Regions from separate parts of the Capsicum annuum genome. Here region 1 is linked to region 2. Evidence: chromatin contacts called from public Hi-C data. All regions are on one chromosome and are shown on one strand. Each heading gives the region's core, a stretch centred on a gene start, on an enhancer-like site or on the middle of the called end of the contact. The rest is flanking DNA. Distances are from core to core; before and after follow the strand shown.

Evidence for each region. Hi-C and Micro-C count contacts between places; a contact is called where the count stands out from the background.
Region 1: a Hi-C map of bud shows a contact between it and region 2, with 3 times the contacts expected there. The contact joins the enhancer-like site here to the promoter of LOC107851032 in region 2. A contact is called at or near these places in 4 of 5 Hi-C or Micro-C datasets (bud, leaf and placenta).

What each region holds. Positions count from the first base shown.
Region 1 is chr12:218,651,908-218,656,708 of UCD10Xv1.1, reverse strand. No RefSeq gene overlaps it. Among protein-coding and RNA genes, the nearest start is that of LOC124889821, 2.6 kb to the left of the region's middle. Within about 2 kb of position 3,123, at least 3 of the 5 cell types and tissues checked have an H3K27ac peak or open chromatin away from gene starts, as enhancers often do. A contact at or near this core is called in bud and leaf, where this site is marked.
Region 2 is chr12:218,612,496-218,617,493 of UCD10Xv1.1, reverse strand. It overlaps LOC107851032, which reads left to right and starts at 2,255. Exons shown (of 4, transcript XM_016695922.2): 1 at 2,255-2,428; 2 at 2,651-2,981; 3 at 4,754-4,998. The coding sequence starts at 2,340.

The DNA.
Region 1 (4,801 bases), core at 1,874-4,373, 38 kb before region 2:
ATGGGCCAGGCTTCTAATTAGGGCAAACAATATAAATCCCGATACTTTGAAATTTAATTAGAGAAAATTTTGATATTTTACATAATTACTGAAAAAAACGATTTTGATTCTATTGAAATACATAATTAGCTCCCGATATATCCTAGAAAATACATTTTTTCTTTTGTAAAGATATATAATTAGCTTCCGATATATTTTTTTTCGATTTTGCATCTGTTGAGATACATAATTCATCCAACGAAGATACTTTTTGTCCTTATAATAAATACTTAATTAACTCTCAAGAGGTTTTTTTTTTAATTTTGAGTCTGTCGAGATACATAATTAGCTCCTGATACATCCAACGAAGATCAACAACAACATACCCAGTATATTCCCACCAAGTGGGGTCTGGGGAGAGTAAGTGTATGCAGTCCATACCACCACCTCAGATCTGAGACAGAGAGGTTGTTTCCAATAGACCCTTGATTCACAATAAAACAATCTGGACAAAGAATAGAAAAAGAACAAGATACAATAGAAATCAACAATATTCAATAATACCATAAGCAAGATACACCAAGTAATACAACAAAAGAAACAGCAACCTAAACTTATACTAACCTTCTACCCTAATTCGTTTCCTCCACAACTTCCTTTCTAGGGTCATGTCCTCGATAAGATGGAGTTGCTCCATGTTATGTCTAATCACCTCCGTCCAATATTTCTTCGGTCTACCTCTACCTCGCTTGAAACCATCTCTAGTCAACCTCTCATACTTCGCACTGAGGCATCCGTATCCCTCCTCATCACATGACCAAACAATCTCAACTTCGTTTCCCTCATCTTGGCTTCCACCGAAGCTACTCTTACCTTATTTCGAATAAATGCATTTCTAATCGTATCTTTTCTAGTACACCCGCACATCCACCGAAGCATACATCCAACGAAGATACATAATTAATTTAAATTTTTATAATTACTTTGTAAGGGTAGGAAAATGTGTAAATATGATAAGTTAATATGTATGTTTATGTTATTTTTCCTTCTTTCCACTGGATTGAACAAACTACTTGGAGTATTAATACTTAGCGGTTGTTTGTTTGGGAACAAGTTATCCTGGAATAAATAATTTTAGGACTAGTTATCCCACTGTGTATATGGAATAACTTATCTCATTACTGTGATTAAATACTTTCGAGACTAACTAATTCCTCCAACCAAGCACAGAATAAATAATCCTGAATTTTTATCTCAAAACTATTATGCATTATACCTCATCCCAAACGAATCCTTATAGCTTTGGTTAAAATACATGTTTGTGTTTGGGAGATCTTGCACAAATATATATTTTGTATATTGGCTAGCAGTAGTAATTATTTTTGGCTGAGCAACGGAGCCAAATGTGTGAAAAAAAATCCTATATCTTTTGTGCTGGTATTTAAATTTTTCCCTGCTTTTGATGGTTTGTGTAAGAAAATCTATTTTAGATCTTTTTGTTGAATGAAAAAAAAAAAATTTACCCAACTCACAAACTATATCAAATATGCATAACTTTGTGCTTCTTCAATTGCTCACCGAATTCCTCTAGAGTTGACATAACTTCATATTATTTGCATTCACCCTTTTTCGCAAAAAAAGTTCAAAAAATCTACCAAAGGGAAGATGATTTTCTATATTCTGATTTGGATTGGATTACACTTATCTGAAACTTGGTACTTGTTTTTTATTGATTTTTGAGGTGATGGTATTCTTGAATAAAGTCTATTCAAATCGAATTAGCACTTCTCGGATCAAGCTAGACTTCTTTAGCTGAGCTGAGCCCGGGACCTGGACCCTGGATGCGCTAGCGATTGGGCTGTATCCATTTCCTCTTCCCGTTCTTACTTCTATAGGTTTTTCGGTAATAGGGATATTTGCGAGAACTCTGATCCATATCTTAGCATTTCTGTAGAATTGTCCGCTCATAGCACAATGGAATTACCAAAAATGCATTTCCTTTGCCCGGGCGAGAGACTTTCATGCCGGGAACAGTGGCTCTCGACGTAAAGTATAATCCTAAAATACTTCAAAGACTCGAATATAGTCAATCATAAAGGTGGGTAAGAGCCCCAAATTTCCCAAAATTCGCATTCAAAAGAGCTTTTTTTTTGGGGGGGGGAAAGGGGGGGAGGATGTTGAGCTATTTTTTTTTTTTTTTTTTTAATAAAGAAAAATATCACATAAACTGAAACGAAAACAATGGAGCTATCTTTTTGAAAAATTTATCGGCAATATATTATGCATAAATGCCATTTAATTTGGTATATAGCCCCAAGTGCACCCATATGAATACCTCAATATATAAATTGAATACAACAAATTCAAATCTACTATATTAATCTTATCCTTAATCATGTTGCTCTATATTAATTAATCATGTCTGATATATATATATTGAAATCCGACAAAAGACGCATCGACACATTTGGAAAGCTCATTTCTGAGGGCGACGCACCCAACATGATATTTCAATGATGTGATGGTCAATAGGAAGATTTATTAAAGAACAAATCAGCAAACAAGAAAACACCAAATGAAATTTGAAAAAGAAAAAAATCTCAATCATAACTAAAATATAAATTTGAAAAGTTGGAAAAAGGTTGTTGCTTATCAAACATATAGGTTCCAAGGTATTCATTGAAGCCTAGTTTACTCAGAAGCGGATCCAAGATTTGAACTTTATGGGGTTCAAACTATCACTGAACTCACTGACGAACTGAGTTACTTGGTTCGGAATTTAATAATTTGAACATATTCTAGTAGATTTCTTAATACAAAGGTATCGAGTTTGACTGAACTCTGTAGTTTCTACAAAGAAAAGGGAAAAATTGGCTACCAAATCGAACCAATGACCATCACAATATTATAGAGGCAATGCTCTAACCTCTGAAGCGCCCCTCCCCCAACACACGCACACTGTACAACTATACAAATAGCAAGTTCAAAGTTCAGTTTAATGAAAATTTATTTCCTATTTTTGACAAATAAGTAATAACATATCCAAGTGTACTCCAACCTCATGGTGGTAGCTTACGCTGACCTTACCCATACCTCACGGAGGTAGGGAGGCTGCTTCAGAAAGACCCCCGACTCAATCCACAATAGGGATTAAAACTAGATGACTGGGTTGGGATACTAACCTTATCGAATTTGAAACAACAGCGAGCTGAAACTTATCCCTCTACTTCAGCAATTCATCCCAAAACCTACTAAAAACAGGGTGTAGATGTTGCACTCAAATTCACGTGTCCACTGGAAAGAAAATAGAAGTAAAGCGGATGCTATTGAAATAAATCGACAATTTTTCAATAAACAAAATACCAACATATGATAAATTTGTTATTTCCTTCTACGGGTACGCAGAATATGTATATGTAGAACAACAACTTCAACGTTAGTTCTACGTTTAAAAGCAAGAACACAATGAAGTGCAGTAAATACCCTCAACACAAGATCAAAGTGATCTTTCTTAGAAGCATATTTTATTTTCAGAAATAAAGATGAAAATAGAAATGGTCAAGTCTCCCGAATTCACGGACTTTCCTTAAGAAAATAATTCCCTTCACTGTATCCAAGGTTGCGGAATTTTCCTCCCAGGGTAAAATGGCCAACCAGACCAACTGTAGCGGTACCTCAAACAATTGGAATATCGTCGAACTCACTTAACGGATTGACTGATCACACAAAGTATTTTGTAAAGACAAAAAGAGAGTTTATTGCAGAAAAATTCATATCAAAACCTATGAATGAAAGCAGGTTTATATAGCCTGTGAGATGCCTCTTCGAAAAGGTGGCATTGGTTCACTTAAATGGTGTGATGTTTCTGGAAATTCATGTCTGTTTACCCAAAGAACGTGTCCTTCTCCAAACAGACATACCAGTTCACGAAACAGTACATCAGTTCGTTGAACAGACATATCATTTCACTGAACAATTGCATCAGTTCGAAGCAGTGTATCATTTCAAAAAATACTGTTTCGAAATCTATATGCATGTATAAATAGAGGATTACTGGTACGTTTTCCTTTTGGCATCCGGATTAAATTTACGTAAAATAAACTTTGTCCAAAAATATAGATGTCGAAGCCAAAGCCGAAGCCGAAGCCAAGCAGAGCGAGCGACGACGACAGCGCGAGGCATTTCTTATTTCTTGCCTCACTTAGTATGTGGAGTAAGTGTTTTCTATTAAAAACACTTCATAGTTCCCTTCTCCCACCAATGTGGGAGAATTAGTAAACTTTCCAATTTTAGGAGTACACCTTCTAAATTGGTGTCTCCTTTCTTCCACCATTTTTCTCTCCATTTTTCTTTCACACCTTTTTCATACATATTGAACCCAACAACCCCCCACATGAATGGGGAATGGCTATTTTTTCGTAAAAGTTTTACGGACAAGAATGTGATCATCAAGCAAAGACTGATTACATCTAGATAAGTGGGTTTCCCTTTGGACTTTTTGTAGTGAACATGCATCGGATGCACTCGGTTAATCGGTAGATTTGATATTTTTGAACCGTCATGTCACACAACCAGCCTTTTACCGTTTATGGTTCTCACGATTTTATTCTTTTCATCCATGAACATATTTCGGTTTCGTGAGAGCTTAGAGAATAGGCCTTTACTAACATTCTCCTTGAAGCGGCTTCCACTTCGCCCTCACATAGGTGATTTCTAAACGTTCAATCCTATCGATTAAACTATTTGATCAAATCTGCCAAATTTAGATAATCATTAAAAGACTTTTCACTTTAATTCTTATCCTTGATTACTATACATTGTC
Region 2 (4,998 bases), core at 1,006-3,505:
TGAAAAATTATAATTTCCCCCAAAGGTTCAAATGCCTCGTAAAGCGTCAGTAACCATATCAAACCTTCAATTATGTCATGAATCACCCTTAGAAACTAATAAAATCTCAAAACTCGAAAGTGACCAACTTTTGGCTCCTAATGTTTTCTGCCATTTTATAGACAACTTTTGGCTCAATTAAAGGTTCATTTCTATCGAAAAAAACAGTTGCATCTCTATGAACCCGTTTGGATAGGCTGAAAAAAAGTGACTTTTAAAAACACTTCAAAAATTCTTTTGAAAGTACTGAAACTTATTTTTAAAATAAACAGTTATGTGTTTCGATAAAGTGTTAAAACTGAAAAAATTATAGATGTGCTTGGTAGACAATTCAATTTTAGTATAAACTATTTAATACATTTATTTTTTTAAAATATTTTCATGAATGAATAAGTTATTTGTGCTTCATTTTTCTTCTTAAAATTGAACAAAAGAGATTCAAAAAGGAGTAAAATTTGTTGTTTCTGCTATATGAATTCGTTTTTTTTTATGAATTTTGCCACACTAATTAACCCATTTTTGTTTTACAATTTTTCTTCTTCTGAAAATTGAATAAAAAACATTCAAAAAGGAGCAAAAATTATTGTTTCAGCTAGATAGGTTTATTGATTTTCCATTTTTCTTCACAAAATTGAACAAAAGCCGTCCAAAAAGAAGCTGAATTGCTAACAACCCATTAAAATTTGTTGTTCAGTCAAATAAACTATCAAAAAAATAATTCTTCTCAATTACTCATAAACCCCACAGCATCAAATTGCTAGCAATCCATTAAAGAAAGAAATAAAGATACAAAATGAGAGAAAAATGCAAATCTAAAGAGAAAACACAAGATTGATAAAAATAATATTGAAACCTTAAAACATTTTTAAGTTATGAAATGGTTATATAAAATCACCTAATTTTATTTGATAATGAATGATTGATGTTATTATCATGATATCCGTTAATATGAATTATTTTTTAAAATAAAAATCCTTTAAATTATTTATATATGGTTCTTCTACTGGCTAGAGACCCTATTTTTTTTTTATTTGCGGAATTAATCGTCTTCTTTATGAATTATAATTTTTTCGACAATAATTTGGAGTAGAAGAAACAAACAACTAACTTGAACTATTTTATCAAAAATAAATATTAATCCTAAAATGAATAAATATAGAATATTATTTTACTATTGAACTCCTAAGTTTCCAAATAAATACATTAATATTATTTTATTATTGAACTCCTAAGTTTCCAAATAAATACAATACATATAAGCTTATTTCTAACAATTTTAATTACAATTTTTGGTGGACGTCGTTAGATTTAATATCGCAGTTAGAAGTTGAAAGAAGATTGCACTCACTAAGTTTTATAGTTGAAAGTTTATTGATATTTCGTATTGTTAACTAATAAGAATCATTTAAATTCAAAGTTCAAATTTAAAGGGACATTTTTGATCTTTTTTTCTCATCTTTTGAGTCACGGTTAGCAATTATTGATTTTTAAGAAAAATGCATAAAGTTCGATGATATTACTGGAACAAAAAAAAGATAAATGACTTTATTGAGTTATTTACCTAAGTTGAGTGACAATATAAGGAATTTACTCAAATCATAGTTCCTCATAAACCCCACAAGCATCAAATTGCTAACAACTATTAAAAAAATCAAAATACAAAATAAAGAGAAAAATGCAAACCCGAAAAGAGAAACACAAAAATAGTAAAAGAGAACAAATATTTTAGGTTAAACATTTGGGTAATTTTGAAATATGTGAGAATTAGAAGGGATAAAAATGTCTTTTACTTGGTAAAACTAAAATGACTTATAATCCAAAAATAAAAAAATAGAGATGTAAAATACGGGAAATGGTGTTTCCGATGGCGGACAGATGAGTAACGCATAAGAAGTTGTTCTTGTAAGGAGAACAACAGCTGAAAACGGCTGCTAATACCCGTAGGTTGAGGAGCAAAAGGAGGAAGCCGTCCGAGGAGAGGCTCACATCTGATTAGTTAATTGATAAGGCAATAGTTTACCAAATAATGATCAGTAGCTGATTTGAGAGGATGATTAACTACATTAGGACTAATCCTTTTGACTTTAAAAAAACAATTCTTTACATTTTTTTTAAAGTATTTTTTAAAATTATCAAACACTTTAAAAAGTATAAAATGACTTAAAAATTATTTTAACCAGCTTTTAAGCTCACCCGAACACCCTCTGTGTCAAATGCTGAAGTTATGTGAGGAATTTTGGTTTGAGCCATGAATTAGCTCATAAACTGCCCGCCCCATTGCACGGCGAACAGCAACCCATATGACAAATCCTCTGTTTCGAGGCTTTCGAAGAATTGCCTTACTTTCAGTTCTCAAGCCTCTTTCCACAACTTCCTCTACCTCTTTCAGGTAAAGCCAATACTCCTCCGTAAATTTCTGTGTCACTTTTGTGGTTCAAATAAGTTTTTTTTTTTACTGTTATGTTTCATATATTTGTTAACTATTTTGAATTTATGATCAAAATTAAACTGCTTGTCTCTTGTTGAAATTGGGTTATCTTTTTTAATTTTGATTGTTCTATGTTCAATTTGGTTTTGATTATCTCGCACTATTGTCTCTATATATATCCAGACCAATTCTTGGAAACCCAGAAAGTAGTTTTTTGCACTTGCCAAGGTTAATACCACAAAACCCATGTTGGGAATGGAGGAACTTTAGCCATGGAAAAGTGAATTTTGTGATAACAAGAGATGGGAAACCCAAGTTTGAGACACATGAAGTGGAAGCACCAAAGAAGGAGAAATGGAAGACTAAGAAGAAGCTGAAACTGCAAAGAAAGAGAGAGAAGAAGAAGAGAAAAGTTGCTAACAAGAGAGATCCCAGAAGGCTTGGTGTTAAGGGGAAGAAGAAGAAGCAGAAGTTTGACACTCCTGAAGAAAGAATTAAACACAAGATTGAGACTGTGAGCTAAAGAATTTTCTTTCTTATTTTTAAGAGCTCATGGTTGTTTTTTTGCCAATAATGCTATCGTTACTGTTCTTTTCTCCATTATTTTCAGCATGGATTCTTCATTAGTGTATTTCCTTTTCATATTATTTGTAGGGAATCTGTTGAGATTGAGCTAAGATGATGATGAACCTCCATTAATGGAGTGCGTTGAGCTCTCAGTTGTGAAAGAGAAGATATTGTGGAAACTGAAAACTGATTCTCATTGTAAAACAAGAGTCTATTTATACAGGAGGAGGAGCAATTAGGCAGTACAATTAACTACAGCTAACTAACTGATGTGTACAGAATTAACCAACTAACTGCTTGATTAATTAGTTCATTTAATTAATCTCAACAGAATCTATGTGTAATTTGGAAATATTTACGCCACTTAGACCATAGTTTGTGTATTAAACACATAATTTAACCCATATTTGTGTATAAACACCTTTTATACACTATATGTTCTTCCCACATATAATACAACAACAACACACCCATTATCTTCCCACCAAGTGGGGGCTGGGGAGGGTAAGTGTACGCAGTCCATACCACTACCTCAACGTGAGATAAAGAGATAGAGAGGTTGTTTCCAATAGACCCCCGGCATTCTTCCCACGTATAATGTAGTAAGATATTGTATATTGGACTACATGACGTAAGCATTTTCAATAGTTGTATAATTTCGAAAAATTCCCTTACTTTTATATGCGGTTTCTTGGGCCGAGGGTCCTTCCGAAACAACCGATCTACCTTCACAAGGTAGGGGCAAGGCTGCGTAGACACTACCCTCTCCATACCCCATTTGTGGGATTACACTGGGTATGTTGTTGTTCTTATTGTTGTAATGCTACTGCTACTACTGAGGATTCATATATCCTCCTCCAACTTTCTTAAGATTGATGCATAGTTCTTGTTTTTTACAATTACCACTGCAACTATGACTCAGTCCCAAACTATTTGGTCTCGACTGTATGACTTCTTGGCATCTATCCTGTTCTGTTTGGACATATATGATTGTTGTCGTTATATTAGCTTAATAATCCATAATGACATTAAGAATGAACTGAATTGAAGAACTTGGGGATGAGCTTCAACCAAGTTTCTTCAATTTGGTTGACAAGAAATCAGAAGGGGAAGTCGGAAGGAAGCTGGAGGAGAATGACAAAAAAGACATATTCATGTGTTTTCTGTTGTTATTGTTAAATTTGTTGAGGACCTTTTATATTACATCTTCTCATTTGGTACTCGGAAATTAAAGTGAGATTGGGTGAAAGCGTTATTGATCCTGAATTTGTCTTTTTCCTTCTTTTCTTGGCTGTGGTTGTTGGAGCTTAATCTAAATAGTAATTGCAAAGAAGGTCTATTTTGTCTACGGTTTCAGTTGTGGAATACTAAAGTAAGAAACGAGCCTTTGTGCTTACTAATTACTTTCAATTTTTGTGTTATCTGCTGAAAACTAGGTTAGAACAAGTACCTGTATGCTGCATGGTTGCTGTCTTACCGAGGCATTAATGCCATTACATAGTTAATGTTTTGTAGCTATCTTAACCTTTTCCTGGTTTAGGGATGTGAAGGATTCAGTTTGGTCACGCTATGTTCATGTTTATAGAAGCTATGATTTGTTTTCTTCCCATTTTCCATTTGCTGCTATACAAAACCTAATGTAATTTCTTATTTTTACAAAAGTTGACATGTTTTGGCTTTGGGTCAGGCAAAAGTTGACATGTTTTGGCTTTGGGTCAGGCAAAAGTCAAAGAAGCCATGCTAATTGAGAGATTAAAGCGATATGAGGTTTCCAAAGTTCAAGGTCCTGAGGTTCAACCGCACTTTCTCACTGGTGAAGAACGATTCTATATCAAAAAGATGGCACAGAAAAAGTCTAATTATGTGCCAATTGGCCGAAGGGGAGTCTTTGGAGGTGTTATTCTTAATATGCATCTACATTGGAAAAGACATGAAACTGTCAAAGTCATATGCAAACCGTGCAA